3 separate regions of the Zea mays genome follow, and all the other regions are linked to region 3. The links are chromatin contacts, called in public Hi-C maps. All regions are on one chromosome and are shown on one strand. Each heading gives the region's core, a stretch centred on a gene start, on an enhancer-like site or on the middle of the called end of the contact. The rest is flanking DNA. Distances are from core to core; before and after follow the strand shown.

What was found. A called contact is a pair of places that touch in the nucleus more often than the background predicts.
Region 1: a Hi-C map of tassel shows a contact between it and region 3, with 5 times the contacts expected there. The contact joins the promoter of LOC100191807 here to the promoter of LOC100191786 in region 3. A contact is called at or near these places in 13 of 25 Hi-C or Micro-C datasets (ear, endosperm, leaf and 4 more) and 2 of 3 datasets of contacts at active chromatin or transcription factors (leaf and seedling).
Region 2: a contact with region 3 is called in a Hi-C map of ear, with 2.4 times the contacts expected there. The contact joins the promoter of LOC103635817 here to the promoter of LOC100191786 in region 3. A contact is called at or near these places in 2 of 25 Hi-C or Micro-C datasets (bundle sheath and ear).

What each region holds. Positions count from the first base shown.
Region 1 is chr8:123,503,282-123,508,015 of Zm-B73-REFERENCE-NAM-5.0, reverse strand. It overlaps LOC100191807 (glycerol-3-phosphate dehydrogenase), which reads right to left and starts at 3,284. Exons shown (of 5, transcript NM_001137232.1): 1 at 2,443-3,284; 2 at 1,442-1,663; 3 at 414-661; 4 at 162-301; 5 at 1-88. The coding sequence starts at 3,079.
Region 2 is chr8:123,531,556-123,536,510 of Zm-B73-REFERENCE-NAM-5.0, reverse strand. It overlaps LOC103635817 (phosphoglycerate kinase, chloroplastic), which reads left to right and starts at 1,587. Exons shown (of 6, transcript XM_008658193.4): 1 at 1,587-2,291; 2 at 2,721-2,798; 3 at 2,894-3,154; 4 at 3,321-3,638; 5 at 3,736-3,894; 6 at 3,996-4,519. The coding sequence starts at 1,884. The coding sequence ends at 4,205. It overlaps LOC100285605 (metacaspase type II), which reads left to right. Exons shown (of 2, transcript NM_001158496.1): 1 at 1-251; 2 at 499-1,550. The coding sequence ends at 1,376.
Region 3 is chr8:123,358,878-123,363,247 of Zm-B73-REFERENCE-NAM-5.0, reverse strand. LOC100191786 reads left to right here and starts at 1,997. Exons shown (of 2, transcript NM_001137211.1): 1 at 1,997-3,342; 2 at 3,426-3,729. The coding sequence starts at 2,715. The coding sequence ends at 3,475.

The sequences.
Region 1 (4,734 bases), core at 2,035-4,534, 140 kb before region 3:
CTGCCTCTGTGCCATCTCAATTCTTTCCCGTGGATCATACATTGATTCATCACGTATTGCCTGGAGGATGGAATTGGTCGTAAGCTCCCTGCAGGTAAAAGTTAAACAATTAGCCCAATAGCGACTCAATGAGTCTAAGTGCACCAGTACAAGTTTCCAACCTCTTGATCAAAATTTTGTATAGTGTTTTGAGTATTGGGCATAGCTCAACAGGAGCAACAGCCTTCTTGGTTTCTGGATGCATCACGCTTAGGCTTCCCTGGCTCAGCAGTTCATAAAATGCATTGACTGCAGAAACACCCTAGATCACAGAAACGAATAAGAATCAGCATATAGCCTAAGCGTTTAAGCAAAAGGCACCTGGCATTTAAGCAAACTTCACATTGTCCAAATGGTGGGTTGGCAGCACAAACCTGGATAGTCCCTTTGCCCTTGATGCTGTCCCCCATTTCTAGAGTCAGTTCTCCCTTAGCTAACTTCTGCCCATACCATGCATTGCGACCTTTCAGCAGTGTGACGTATGTATCAGCTAATAAGGGTCCTGCAAGTTTCTCGGGCTCTGGTGCTAGAAGATGAGTGATGTATATCATTTCCGATGTGCAAAGTGAAAAGTATACTGATTTGCTGGTTGCACTCTCATTCGTAAGGGCCGCCACCATACCTGCACGATAAGACCATGTTCAGCAATATGGTACATATATTAGGCTGACCGTGAGGCACTGGATGTAATGCGCTACCCGATATAGCGTACAAATTTTGCTGCAGTGGTTGACTGGGTGTGCTACGCTATTTTGGCGTAGAAGGAGCGGACGGACGGTATACCTAGCGTCACTGCGTCAGTACGAAAGCAATTGTATCCACTGCACCATGAGCTTACAGCAGCGTGTGTATGGAAAGAATTGAAAAAATGATATAATATAAGGTAGTTGATATAGGGTTGAGACATGGAGTTAATATGACTGCGGAGGATTGTAGTATAGGGTAAAGAATTTTGTTGACAAGGATAGAATATTTCTTTTAGAGTACAAATTTAGAGTTGTATGAGTGCGGATAGCCTTAGGCTCTAGAATAACTAGGTAGAAGTGGATAAAGAATATGGGGGCACTCTCCCAGGTCTACCATTTTGTTAATCACTGGTTTTGAGTTTTCTTAATCTATGACATGAGAGCTTTGCATACTGTATTAGCTACAGTGTGATTCTGTTCAATCTGACAAATATAAGCAACATTGCATTTGGCAGCAACAAAATCACTGCAGCATCAAATCAATGCAAAAGGCATGCTTCATGAAACAGGGAAGGAAATACTGAACATAAGATGCCAAAGTGGCATTTTTATTGGTTTGATGAAACATCAAATATGCAATGATTGACCAAGTATCTCATAAGAACTGGGAAAAGAGAGCAAATGGAAATTCCATTTTTCTGGATCAAATAACTTACCGGCCCCAATGGCATATACGTTTTTTAAGCCGCCCATGACTTCATGAGTAATGAGATCACTATTGTCCCATACAATAAAATGAGGTTGCCTCAAGAAATTTGCAAGATGTTTCCTCCACTTGTCAGCTCCACATATGCGAGCATTCGCATATTCTTTGTTATAAATCTCAGAAGCAATGTTTGGGCCTCCAAGATATAGAATGTTCTCCAAGGGAACTCCAGCTGCAGTAAGAATCCATGATCAACAACCACAAAAGCAAACCAACAGTATAGTATACAGAATTGAGATAAAGAGCAGGGTGTTAGTATCAGTTCGGTAAAATAGGCGACAGGTAGAAACCAGAACAAACAATGTTCAGTAATAATCCCAATGTACCCTGCTAAAGTGTTTTTACAAGTTCATAAGGGAATCAAGGATTGCGGAGCAAACATAACACGTGGGCAGACCCTTAGGGAGCGGACATTAACTAGCTCTTCATATAATCAACAGCAGGCAAATAATATACTACTCCCTCTATCATAAATTACAAGACATTCCAACTTTATCGGAGAGTCAAACCAAAACCATAGAAAAAGTACAGAGATTTATGATATCAAATAGGTATATTATAAAAAATATAATTAATAAATAATCTAATGATAGTTATTTGGTATTTTAATATTACATAAATTTGGTCAAATTTGGAATGTTTTGCCTCCAAAAAAGTTGAGATGTCTTGTAATTTGGGATGGAGGGAGTACCACCCAGATAATTATAAAATAAGCAATAAATATTATGAAGGGCCACGGATACAGATCATGATGATTATCCAGAAAAATTCCATCAGGGACAGTACAGGGGTACTGTATGTAGAGCCAGTGGAGCAGCATTTAGATCTTCAAATAAATTTGTTAGGCCCACTTCCACAAGTATACAGAGGTACGAGATCATCGAAACTAGTAACTCAACCATGAGAACATAGTACTGCTAGATCACAACGAGACTTGAGCAAAGAACTCACTTGCATTGCTGATCATCTGCGTGGGCGTAATGATCCGGGGCACAGGGTCGAGCGACGCCTCGATCCCCTTTGCCAGCGAGATTATGAGCGGCTGGCTGATCCGCTCCTTCCAGTACCTCCCGATCTCCCCGAATACCTCCCTGGTCTCCGTGGAGGGCAGGCCGTTTATAACTATGTCGGCGTCCCAAACGGCCTCCTGCAGGTTGGTGACGACCTTGAGCGGGCAGAGCGGGGTGTCGAGCATGTTGAGGCAGAAGCCGTCGCGGAGGATCTCGTCGGCGTGCAGCGTGCGGTCCCCGAGCCGCGCCTCGACGTACTTGAGGTAGGCGCAGCGGCGGATGAGCCGGCGCAGCACGTCCTCGCGGGAGTTGATGACCTCGAAGAGGCGCTCGGCGTCGGCGCGGTCTACGGCGCGCCCGGCGCGGCGCCACACGCGCACCTGCACCCGGTCGCGGTGCCGGCCGTACGCGTCCTGCAGAAGCGCGCAGAACACGCTCCCCCACGCCCCGGCGCCCACCCCGACGACCCGCAGCGTGTCGCCGTCCGACTTCCCCAGCAGCAGCCGCAGCTCGTCGAGCTTCTCCGCCGCTACCGCCGCCGGCGCAGCCCCGCCACCGTTCGCGTAGCTCCCCACCATCGCTTCACCCGTCAACCACCTCCTGAGTTCTTGTCACAGCTCAGAACTCATAAGCGAGGCGAGCAAGCTGAACCGGGACGGGCAGACAGGCTCCAGAGTCCAGACGACTTGGCCAGCACAGCTGCACAGGGGAAATGCGGGTGGGTTTCGTGGGGGTTTTGTGGGGTTGGGCGGCCAGAAATACCAAATCCCAGCGCAAACTTGCTGTCAATCGGCACGACCGAGGAGGCCCGCGGCCGCGCCGCGCCGCCCTTTGAACTCTGCTCCGGGTGGGGTTGGTGGCGACGCCCGCTCGGCGGCTCGGCTCTCTCGGTTCAGGCGGTCGCGCTCAGCTACCAGCACCAACTCCGGGGCACAATCCAATGCGGTAAGCGAGCATGAGAAAAACGAATCGCCTTTGCTCCTTCTCTATAATTTCTCCACGAAGTGCTCTCTTCCAAACAGTGCGTTTTTTCCTTCTTTCCTTTATTAGGGCTACTTTAGAAACTTAAACTTGATTGTCACTTAATTTCTCACTTAGGACGTGTTTGGTAGTGCTCTAGAGTTTAGATTTTTTTGTCGTAACCGGTGGCAGTGACGGTTAAATAAATCTAAACTCCATAACTAGAATGCTTTTTTGAGTTTTCGGAGCAGCAAAATAGGTACTTTAAAAAATTGTACTGTAGCTCCAAAAACTTCATAGAGCTTACAACTCTGGAGTTAGAGTGTTTGGCATGCTCTGGTCAGCTCATCCTTAGAGTTTTACTCTATAGCCATGCCAAACAGGTCCATAATCTCTGAAGGAATTTAAGGGCTAGTTTGAAGTCACAAATCCGGAGGGGAATGTAGTAGCTAAAAGCTCATTCTTATTCAATTTTGAACAATAAAGGGATTATAGCTCCTCCACCTCCTCCGGTTTTGTGACTCCCAAACTAACCCTAAGGGTGTGTTTGTTTTCCTGCTAAATTATATAAATTGAAAGAGAGTAAAATATCACTTTGATAATATAAATAAGTTAGTATTTGGTAACTTATTTTAGTTTATTTGTGATCTTGCTACTTTACCATCATATCCTTCCACCATAATCAACTATATAATCTAGAAGGAAAACAAACGGTGTATAAGTCTCCAAACTAGTCTTATATTTCTAATTCCTTTTTATTATTTTTCTTTATTTTATTTTAGTTTTCTTTTTCTTCTCTACTTCTTGGAAGTATTAGGCGTTTTTATTTTATTTTTATATACTTTTTCCTATTTCTTTTCCCATTCTATTTATCTTCTTTGATTTTTTTGTTCTTTTAGTTTTATTAGCAAAGTGCATGTATATTACATATTGCTACATTTTCCATTTACAAATATCAATTATAAAACATAAAGACATGTGTATTTTGTTGACTTGGTGTGTAAATGTAGGTTAGGACAACAACAATAACATGGTTTGAATCATATTTTGCATAATTTATATAATAGATATTTATCATTTTTATTTTTTAATATTTATTTTATTACTATAATTAGTTTAAAAAATCTCTTCTAATGGTTCATGTTTTTTTGTGAGAGAATTCTATGGTATAGTTTTGAAAGTTCACGTAGTATAAATAAGATGTTCTATGTTTATCTTTGAGTATTTATGTAGCACTTGCAAAATGTTCTATGATATATTTTAGATTGTTTAG
Region 2 (4,955 bases), core at 338-2,837, 170 kb before region 3:
CCTGGTGGGCCGCTTCGGGTTCGACGAGGCCGACATCCGTGTCCTGGCCGACGCCGACCCGTCCACGCCGCCGCCCACTGGGGCCAACATCCGGCTGGAGCTCGAGCGGCTCGTGGCGGGCGCGCGCCCCGGGGACGCGCTCTTCTTCCACTACAGCGGCCACGGCCTGCAGCTCCCCGCCGAGACTGGGGAGGACGACGACACCGGGTACGACGAGTGCATCGTGCCATGCGACCTCAACTTGATCAAAGGTGTGCTCTCCCATCTGTTTTTCTCTGCGTTTAGCAGCGAGCACTTAGGATCGAGCGTTAGTTGCATTCGTAGGCACACCGTTGGTATCTGATGGTTAGGTTCCGCTAGCCTTCATACAGTATCCCCTCCGAAGACGAGCTTAGTAACAAGGGTTGCATGTATGGGTCGCAAATCTATCATGTAATTAACAAACGACTAGATAATTTTGTGGGCTGCCATATGCACCTTTTCCTGATCTCCATGCAGACCAAGATTTCACGGATCTCGTGGCCAAGGTCCCTGACGGCTGCCGCTTCACCATGGTCTCGGACTCGTGCCACAGCGGCGGCCTGATCGACAAGACCAAGGAGCAAATCGGGAACAGCACCAAGCAGAACAGAACCCAGCAGCGCCGAGAGCGCGAAATGAAGCCTCCTCCTCCCGCTCCCGGTTCCGCACTCCGCGTCTCCCTCGCGCGAATCGTCCGTGGCGTGCTGGAGTCTCTGGGGTGCATCCACTGCAGTCGTTGCCGTGTCCAGCAGCAGGGCAACAGCAATAGCAGCAGCATCAGCAACCGGTCGCTGCCGCTGTCGACGTTCATCCAGATGCTCAGGGACAAGACCGGAAGGCACGACGTCGGCGTGGGCTCCATCCGCACGACGCTGTTCCACCACTTCGGCGACGAGGCGAGCCCCAAGGTCAAGAGGTTCATGAAGGCCATGCTGTTAGGCAAGCTCCGGCACGACGGCAAGGAAGCGGAGGAGCAGTCGCGCGTTCCCAGGGAGGCAGAGGTGGAGGAGACCCTGGCGCAGGACGCGCACAGCGTCGAGGAAGTGTACGCGGGGCCGGCTGCGGCGGCGGCGGCGGCCAGGGTGCCGCCGCGCAACGGCGTCCTGATCAGCGGGTGCCAGACGGACGAGACCTCGGCGGACGCGACCACGGCCGACGGCATGTCCTACGGCGCGCTGAGCAACGTGATCCAGACCATCCTCGCCGGGGACGGCAAGAAGCGCGGCGTGGCGCTGGCGGTGACGAACCGAGAGCTGGTGGTCCGGGCGCGGGAGCTGCTGTCCAGGCAGGGGTACACGCAGCAGCCCGGGCTCTACTGCAGCGACGAGCACGCCACGCTGCCCTTCATCTGCTGAAGACGAAATAAACTCCGTGTACAGTGAATTTCAGGCTTCATTAGTTCATTTTACGGGATGCTACGTTGTGTTGTGTGTGTAACAGAATTGACACTTTGTGTTGACTCGTGGTGTGCCGCAGCCTGCGTATGTTATGGTGTTACTGTTACGTTGTTACCTGATGACGTTGACCTTCTTCTCAGTCCCTGCTGTCCTGCTCCAAAGTGTGCAAGTGCGAAGGGGCGGCGATCCAAGATCACACAAAGGACAGGGGAAATCGAAGCCACCGAGCCCCCACACGTCGCCATCGCCGTGATCGATTATACCGCCGTCTCCTCCCCCCGCAGCCCGCACCCACCCCACCGGAACCGTCGTCCCGACCTCTCGCCAGCGATAAGCAAATCCCCGCCTCACTCTCTCGTCCACAGACAAAGCCACGACCCACAAGTGCCCCCCTCCTCCCGCGCTCCCAAATCACTCCCTCTCTGTCTCTCCACTCCACTCGCCGCCGCCGCCGCCCGAATCTCAATGGCGTCCGCGGCCGCCCCGCCAACCTCCCTCTCCCTCGCGGCCCGTGCGGCAAGCAGGGCGGCCGCCGCCCCGCTCCGCAGGGGAGGCCTCGCCGCGGCGCGCCAGCCGGCGCGGTCGCTGGCGTTCGCGGCGGGCGACGCGCGGCTCGCGGTCCACGTCGCGTCGCGGTGCCGGCAGGCGTCCTCCGCGCGCGGCACGCGGGCCATGGCCACCATGGCGAAGAAGAGCGTCGGGGACCTCACGGAGGCCGACCTCAAGGGGAAGCGCGTCTTCGTGCGTGCCGACCTCAACGTGCCGCTCGACGAGAACCAGAACATCACCGACGACACCCGCATCCGGGCCGCCATCCCCACCATCCAGTACCTCCTCGGCAAGGGCGCCAAAGTCATCCTCTCAAGCCACTTGGTGAGTTCCCGCCCCTACGCCCTTCCCGTATCTCATCTCATTTGGGGAAGTAATGCTCTTCGCACGCATAGACAATGTAGGAATTCAGTACTCCTTGGATCACTTCTATTTTCGTTTTTGGGCACAAACTAGGAATTGATGCAAAGGTAAAAGAGAATCCTTCTAGAAAAAAATAAAAGTAGAAGAAGGCTGAGCCAAGGATCTCGCAGACACCCACAATGTAGGAGCCAAGGATCTGCACAATGACAGTGTTTAATCAAACTCGTGATTTTGTATATGCACACTGGATATTAATTGCATATTTGCTTCCAGTGTTCAATGATAATTTTATGAAATATAGCTGAAGCAATATATTTTTCTCGGTTAGCTGCTTAATTTCCTTGTCATCCAACTATGGTTAAAATCCTCCATTTTGCTCTGGATGTGCAGGGTCGCCCTAAGGGTTTTACACCCAAGTTTAGCTTAGCCCCCCTTGTTGCACGGTTGTCTGAGCTTCTTGGCATTCAGGTATTGATTTATTCTACATCATTGGTGCTTCTAATTAAATCACTTGTGCTAATTGATTGTTCTGACTAAAGCGTGTGTACTATACCCACGAATAGGTGCAAAAAGCCGACGATGTTATTGGCCCTGAAGTTGAGAAGCTGGTGGCCGCCTTGCCCAATGGTGGGGTTTTGCTCCTTGAGAACGTAAGATTCTACAAGGAAGAGGAGAAGAATGACCCAGAGTTTGCGCAGAAGCTTGCCTCCGTAGCAGATCTTTACGTTAATGACGCGTTTGGAACAGCCCACAGGGCACATGCATCGACTGAGGGAGTTACAAAGTTCTTGAAGCCTTCTGTTGCAGGGTTCCTTTTGCAGAAGGTTATATTTCTTTTTCTATGTTTACATGTTCCATTTTGTAACATAGAAACTATGAAAGATGGCATCAAAGAAAAACAATGCTACATAAAACAGAAAATAGCGATTATTTTCACTTTCCCCTCAATCTCAATCTGATCCTTTTATATTTAACAAAATCAATTTGCAGGAGCTTGACTACCTTGTCGGAGCTGTTTCAAGCCCTACACGCCCATTTGCTGCCATCGTGGGTGGTTCAAAGGTGTCATCCAAGATCGGGGTTATTGAATCCTTGTTGGAGAAGTGTGATATCCTTCTCTTGGGTGGTGGTATGATCTTCACATTTTACAAGGCACAAGGTCTTTCTGTCGGTGCTTCGTTGGTTGAGGAAGACAAACTCGATCTTGCAACATCTCTACTTGCAAAGGCTAAGGAAAAGGGTGTCTCCCTTATGTTGCCAACCGATGTTGTCATCGCTGATAAGTTTGCTCCTGATGCTAACAGCCAGGTTTGTTGCATCTTCTCCTTTCCTAACCAGCGGTTCTTCTGTAGCAAAGTTGAAGCATATCTCAGGAAGAAACTTGACCGTATATTTTTTTCTACAGATTGTTCCAGCATCTGCAATTCCTGATGGTTGGATGGGGCTGGATATTGGCCCAGATTCCATTGCTGCATTCAACGCAGCCCTGGAAACAACCCAGACTGTCATCTGGAACGGGCCCATGGGTGTTTTTGAATATGACAAGTTCGCTATAGGAACTGAGGTAAAGCACTGATCAACCATACTGATGTAGCTTAGCTATCGAACTGAGGACTGTCTGGAGGTTACAGTGAAAGAAACCTAACCCTGATATCTCTTTTGTAGGCTGTGGCAAAGAAGTTGGCAGAACTTAGCCGCAAGGGTGTGACAACTATCATCGGAGGTGGAGACTCTGTCGCCGCCGTTGAGAAGGTCGGAGTTGCTGACGTTATGAGCCACATTTCCACCGGAGGTGGTGCCAGCTTGGAATTGTTGGAAGGAAAGGAGCTTCCAGGAGTTACTGCATTGGATGAAGCAGCCACTGTGACTGTATGAAGCAAGTTTTCATTTTGTTTCATCTTCTTTTTTGGAAGTTACCGGGGGAGGGACTCCCACCTGAATAAGGTGCGCAAGGCCAGGATTGTTGGCTCAACCACAGGGAGCGCACGCCACCGCATCATCTTCATGTACCATTGTATACTTGCTACATTCTTGCTTGCTCCTCCTCAGCCGCTCGAAATGTAGGAGATCAATGATTTATAGAGCTCTGGAAATCGTTTGAACAAGGAGTAAGCGACCCAAGTAATATGCTTACTGAGTCATCTTTCCTTTGTGACGTAACAAATTACATAAAAACCCTTCGAAGGTAACCTAGCCTATTCAACCATTGGTAACTAGGAGTTTTATCCTTTGTGCACCAGGACCAGCTTTGCCGAGCTAAGTGTGAATTTTCTTTTCTGTTCTTTGTCAAAGAAGCAAACTCTAGCGTCATGCCTCGTTAGAATCTAGATTTTACGTTATGGAGTTCTGCTGCTGAATCTTTTTCTGGGCCATGACATTGTAAAATTACTGTTTGGTCTCTGGCACAATTTTTTTTCGCTTTAGACAGCCTCCAATAGTGTCATCTAGAACCCTCCTTTACCTTTTTCTCTAGAAGATTTTCTCATCTACACCTCCGTCCTCTCAAGCAATATCCTCTATACATAAATATTTATATTGGAGATATATTTTGCTCTAAAATTTTGTAAATATCTATTTATTATATTTTAAATGTTTTATATATTTTTATTTTTTGCTCATTTGTTG
Region 3 (4,370 bases), core at 748-3,247:
TTCTGTTAGGACCCCTACTAATGTTTAATCTAGTTTCTGGTTCGCTTCTAATTTTACTTCCATCTGTTATGTATTGTTTATGTCTTGACTTTCATCTGGTGCATCTTATCTGTTGTGGATCAAAACTAAGAAAAAGGATGTTGCTGCTTCTGTGCATGCCAAAAGAAAATCTCTCTGAACAAACTTGTCTTCTATGTGCTTATTGTTTGACCATTTCTATCGTGGACTAGCAGTAGTGCCTTATGATGTCCATGTTGGCGCTAAGAAATGTATTGCGGTCAGTTTTTTGTGATATGCTGGATGTCTTAACTGTACATAAGATTGCACGAGTGTACACTGGCTGTTTTTTAGCTGTCCACTTGCTTATCTTTTTTTTCAAATTATGTCTGGGAGCACGATCTTCTTTGTGTGTAATTGTTTGTGTTTCCTGATTTGTTGTTTGTTTGCGGTTTAACACTGCCTTTGCCGGTCCCAAGCCCGGATGAGAAAATGTGGAGGGAACTGCAGGGTTTCTTCTTAGTCCCATGAATGGTATCAGGGTACTGGGAAGAAATGTTGTTTGGTCAAAACAGCTGGACTCTGAGAGCTCAGACGGGCGTAACCTAACCATCAAGCGCAAGCGGCAGTACGGTCACGTCTCCAGACGGGCGTTACCTAACCATCAACTGCAAGCTGGTAGCCTGGTAGTAATACTGGTTCACGGCTGCCTGCATGCAAGTTCTTTTTTCCCCTGTTGAACAAGTTTATTTATCTCATTACCCGCTGAAGAACTCAACGCACAGCAAGCTACAGCTACCTGAAGCCGTTTGGTTAATCATCGAAACAATGGATACCTCTAATCTTCTTCAAAGTAAGCCATGTACAAAAGGGACTTAGGTCCTTCCCTGGGAGATGTCTGTACCGATGGACTAGCTTGACTTTAGTGATGTAGCTGTTACCTGGTCTTAATTTGTTCTTGTCCTTCCGTTCTTGTTTCCATGTTGATTTCTGTTCCCCACTCGCTCCTCGCAGCCCATTTGAAGTTCGTCAGACTTACGCACAGCAGAGAGCAGACACAAACTTGGACGAGAATCGGCCACTGCTTGCCATGCGACCCTGAGCGCAGCATGCCCAATTCGGGGATTCTAACCGAGGTCGAGCTAGTAAACACCACCTGGATGCTGAAAGTTTTATGCTTGTTTCTCCATAGCGCTTCTTTATAATTTGTTCTTAAAAAAACTTCTCTGCATGCGTGTTTTTTATGAACAATGATGTGCATAGTCAACTAGGCAATAAAAAAAACTTGCATGACATGGTATATATATATATATTAATTATATGAATAGATTTTATTAAGACATAAAAATGTGTTCTATTGATTAAGTGGATGTCAATGTGAAGCTAACTACTAAAGTTTAAACTCATATTTTTACATATATTTTTTATTTTATTTTTACATTAAACGGGAATGGTAACGCAGGACAATGTTGAAATTAGTGCTTTAGGGTATTTAATGTACTAAACCTAATAATTAGCTACTAAAATTAGTTGAAGATATCAAACACTCTAGCTAATAGTTCTATTAGCTATTTTTGGTAAATTAACTAATAATTGGCTATCTATTTGTTAGTTAGCTAATTTTACCAGTAATTTTTTAGCAACTAATTATTAGCTCTATTATATTTAAACACTTAATATAGTACTCTTTGTCTCAAATTAAAATTCGTTTCAGGTATTTAGTGGATTCATTTAACATTAATGGATGTGTTTTGCATATATGACTTCGTCGTCTATTTGAATATAGATATAAAAATATATTTGAATATAGATATAAAAAGTAGTTGATGAGCGAATACTGATTTCGAACGGAGGGAGTGGAAAAGGTTTAAAGCGCGAAAAAGTCCAACTGAACAGGCCAGTTGTAGGCCACCACAAGCGAAAAGGTTCATCATTGCGAGCGATCGATAAACCTCCCAGCACTGGCAAGGTCCGGGGATCGTCGCCCCTCCCTCCGTCTCCACGACTCCACCCCCGCCCCTAAACCAACCACGTCGGCGTCCATCTCCTCCACAACACAACACCCCTCCCTTTCCAGGATTCTCCTCTCCTCCAAAAGATCGGTGGCGGGTGAGACGAGAAAGAAAGAAGCTGACAAAGGCGAGAAGGGATAGAGAGAGGAGAGAAAGGGAAGGTAGAAACTGGACAGAAAGTTTCTCCCCGCTAGAAGTAGCTCGGCGGTGAGGGAGCGAGAGACCTGCCGCCTACCCTTGCCCCACCGTTTTTTTCATACCGTCTCGCCGGAATCCTGCTTTATTTTCCCGGCCAGTCCACCGCCTTCTCGGGCTACCACGCTGATCCGGCGTCGTCTGCGGTCCTTCCGACCAACTCTTCAATCTTGTGAATTGCTTTTCGCCCAGTTAGGGCAGATCACCATTCCTTGCAGGAGTTCGTTGCCGTCTCTCCAATCCTCCCTGGCTCGACTGCTCAGTGGTGACTGATGTGGTCCACTGCCCTGCCCTGCACCTGCAAGTTAGTTTCACTCGTGATCCGTCAGCTTGCCACCCAGCAACCGCTGATTATCAGAAATCCACTTCTCAAAGCTTCAAGGAGCATCCTTCGAACAAGTTCCTGATTCCTTCGCCTCCCGCCCTCCCCGTTTCTTCTCTGGCATCCTTGTCCGTTGACCACAGAGGGAAGAAATCTGTTCCGGGCAGGCAGGCGCATTCTCCGCCACAATGGACGATGGAGCTGACCTCCCCTGCCAGTTGCTCTTCTCCCACCCGGAGATGCCTCACAGCTTCGACGAGTTCTTCAGCAGCGCCACGACCACGACCACCTGCACCCACACGCACAGCTGCGACCCTCCGGGCCCCTCGGCCGCCATGCATACCCACACGTGCCTGCACACGCACACCCAGGTCCTGGGCAGCGGCGGGGAGGACGACGGCTCAGCGAAGCCGCGGAGGCCCCTGGGAAACAGGGAAGCCGTGCGCAAGTACCGCGAGAAGAAGAAGGCGCGCGCGGCCTTCCTGGAAGGGGAGGTCAAGAAGCTGCGCGCCGCCAACCAGCAGCTCGTGCGGCGGCTGCAAGACCACGCGGCTCTGGAGGCGGAGGTGGCGAGGCTCAGGGGCCTCCTGCTCGACGTCCGGGGCAGGATCGACGCCGAGGTCGGCGTGTCCCCGTTTCAGAGGCCATGCAGCGCGGGCTCTGTGGAGTGCGGCGCTGATCCAGCTCTGCGCTTCGATGGCAGCTCGGAGGTAGTAGGAGGTGGTGGCTGGGAGAAGAGCTCAAGCCCTCAAGTTGCGGACTGCAGGATCGATGAAGGGGGAGGAGGGATGTCACGGGAACTTGATGTTCTAGAAGGTTTGCGTCACTCCATTGATGCTGGGGCAACCTTTGTGAGTTCTGATTCTCTTGCTGAACGATCGTGTTTGCCTGGTTGACAGTTTCGGGGCCTCTGCCAGCTTCTTTGGGCTTTGCTTTAAAGATAAATTAAATTATTCATGGATTTAGGAGAATGAGGAACCGACAGTGAGTAGAACTATCTTCGCATCGCTGTGGTTTATGTTTCTTATGCTGGTGTTCAGTGTGTATATATAGGGTACAGAATACTTTCATATGAGCACTGAAGAAATCGAAATTGACAATGTTTCATGCGAAATTGTACTGCGGGTATGTAAATGAAGTGCGCCTGACTTCTGACTTGTAGCCTGTTTGTGCTTAGCTGAAATATTATTAAGCTATTAATATAAAATGCACATGGTACCGTTTGAGTCTGAAAACTCATTTACATGGGCACACTATTTTTTATTTTATGCAATTATAAGACAACAGCCACTGAATTACCAAATTATTTGTTCATTTTGTGGAGCATAGAGGATATTTTTCGCCCTTTCGTTCATTTTGTTCATGGTGTGGGATTATTTGGCAAGGTTGTGGTCTGCATACTGTGTTGAGCTTTCACTGCTGTCTGAACCAACTTGAATTTAGTAGTTGACCAGCTGTCAGGATTCCGCTGCCAAGAGACAAATATATGGTTTCAGCTTTTTTTTAGCTTTTGGCCACAAAAAACCGCTGCGGACCGAAAAACGCTCAGTTTTTCAGCACACTTCTATAAAAATCGATTTGGTAAAACCATCCAAAATCAACACGGCCGCCGAGTCGTTGCAATAGTAGGAATTCATCACTTTCTAGATATTGAACCATATGGACACCTTCATATTCCTCTGCACATAATCCCCACGATACACAGATTCTTCGCACAACTAGATTCTCTCTACAACCAGATTATCAGAAAAGTTGGTCAGAAAAAAGCTAAACCAAACAGGCCAATATTCTCCTCAAGTCAAGGTTCATTGTCATTTTGCGTTGGTCTGCTCTCAAGTCAAAGA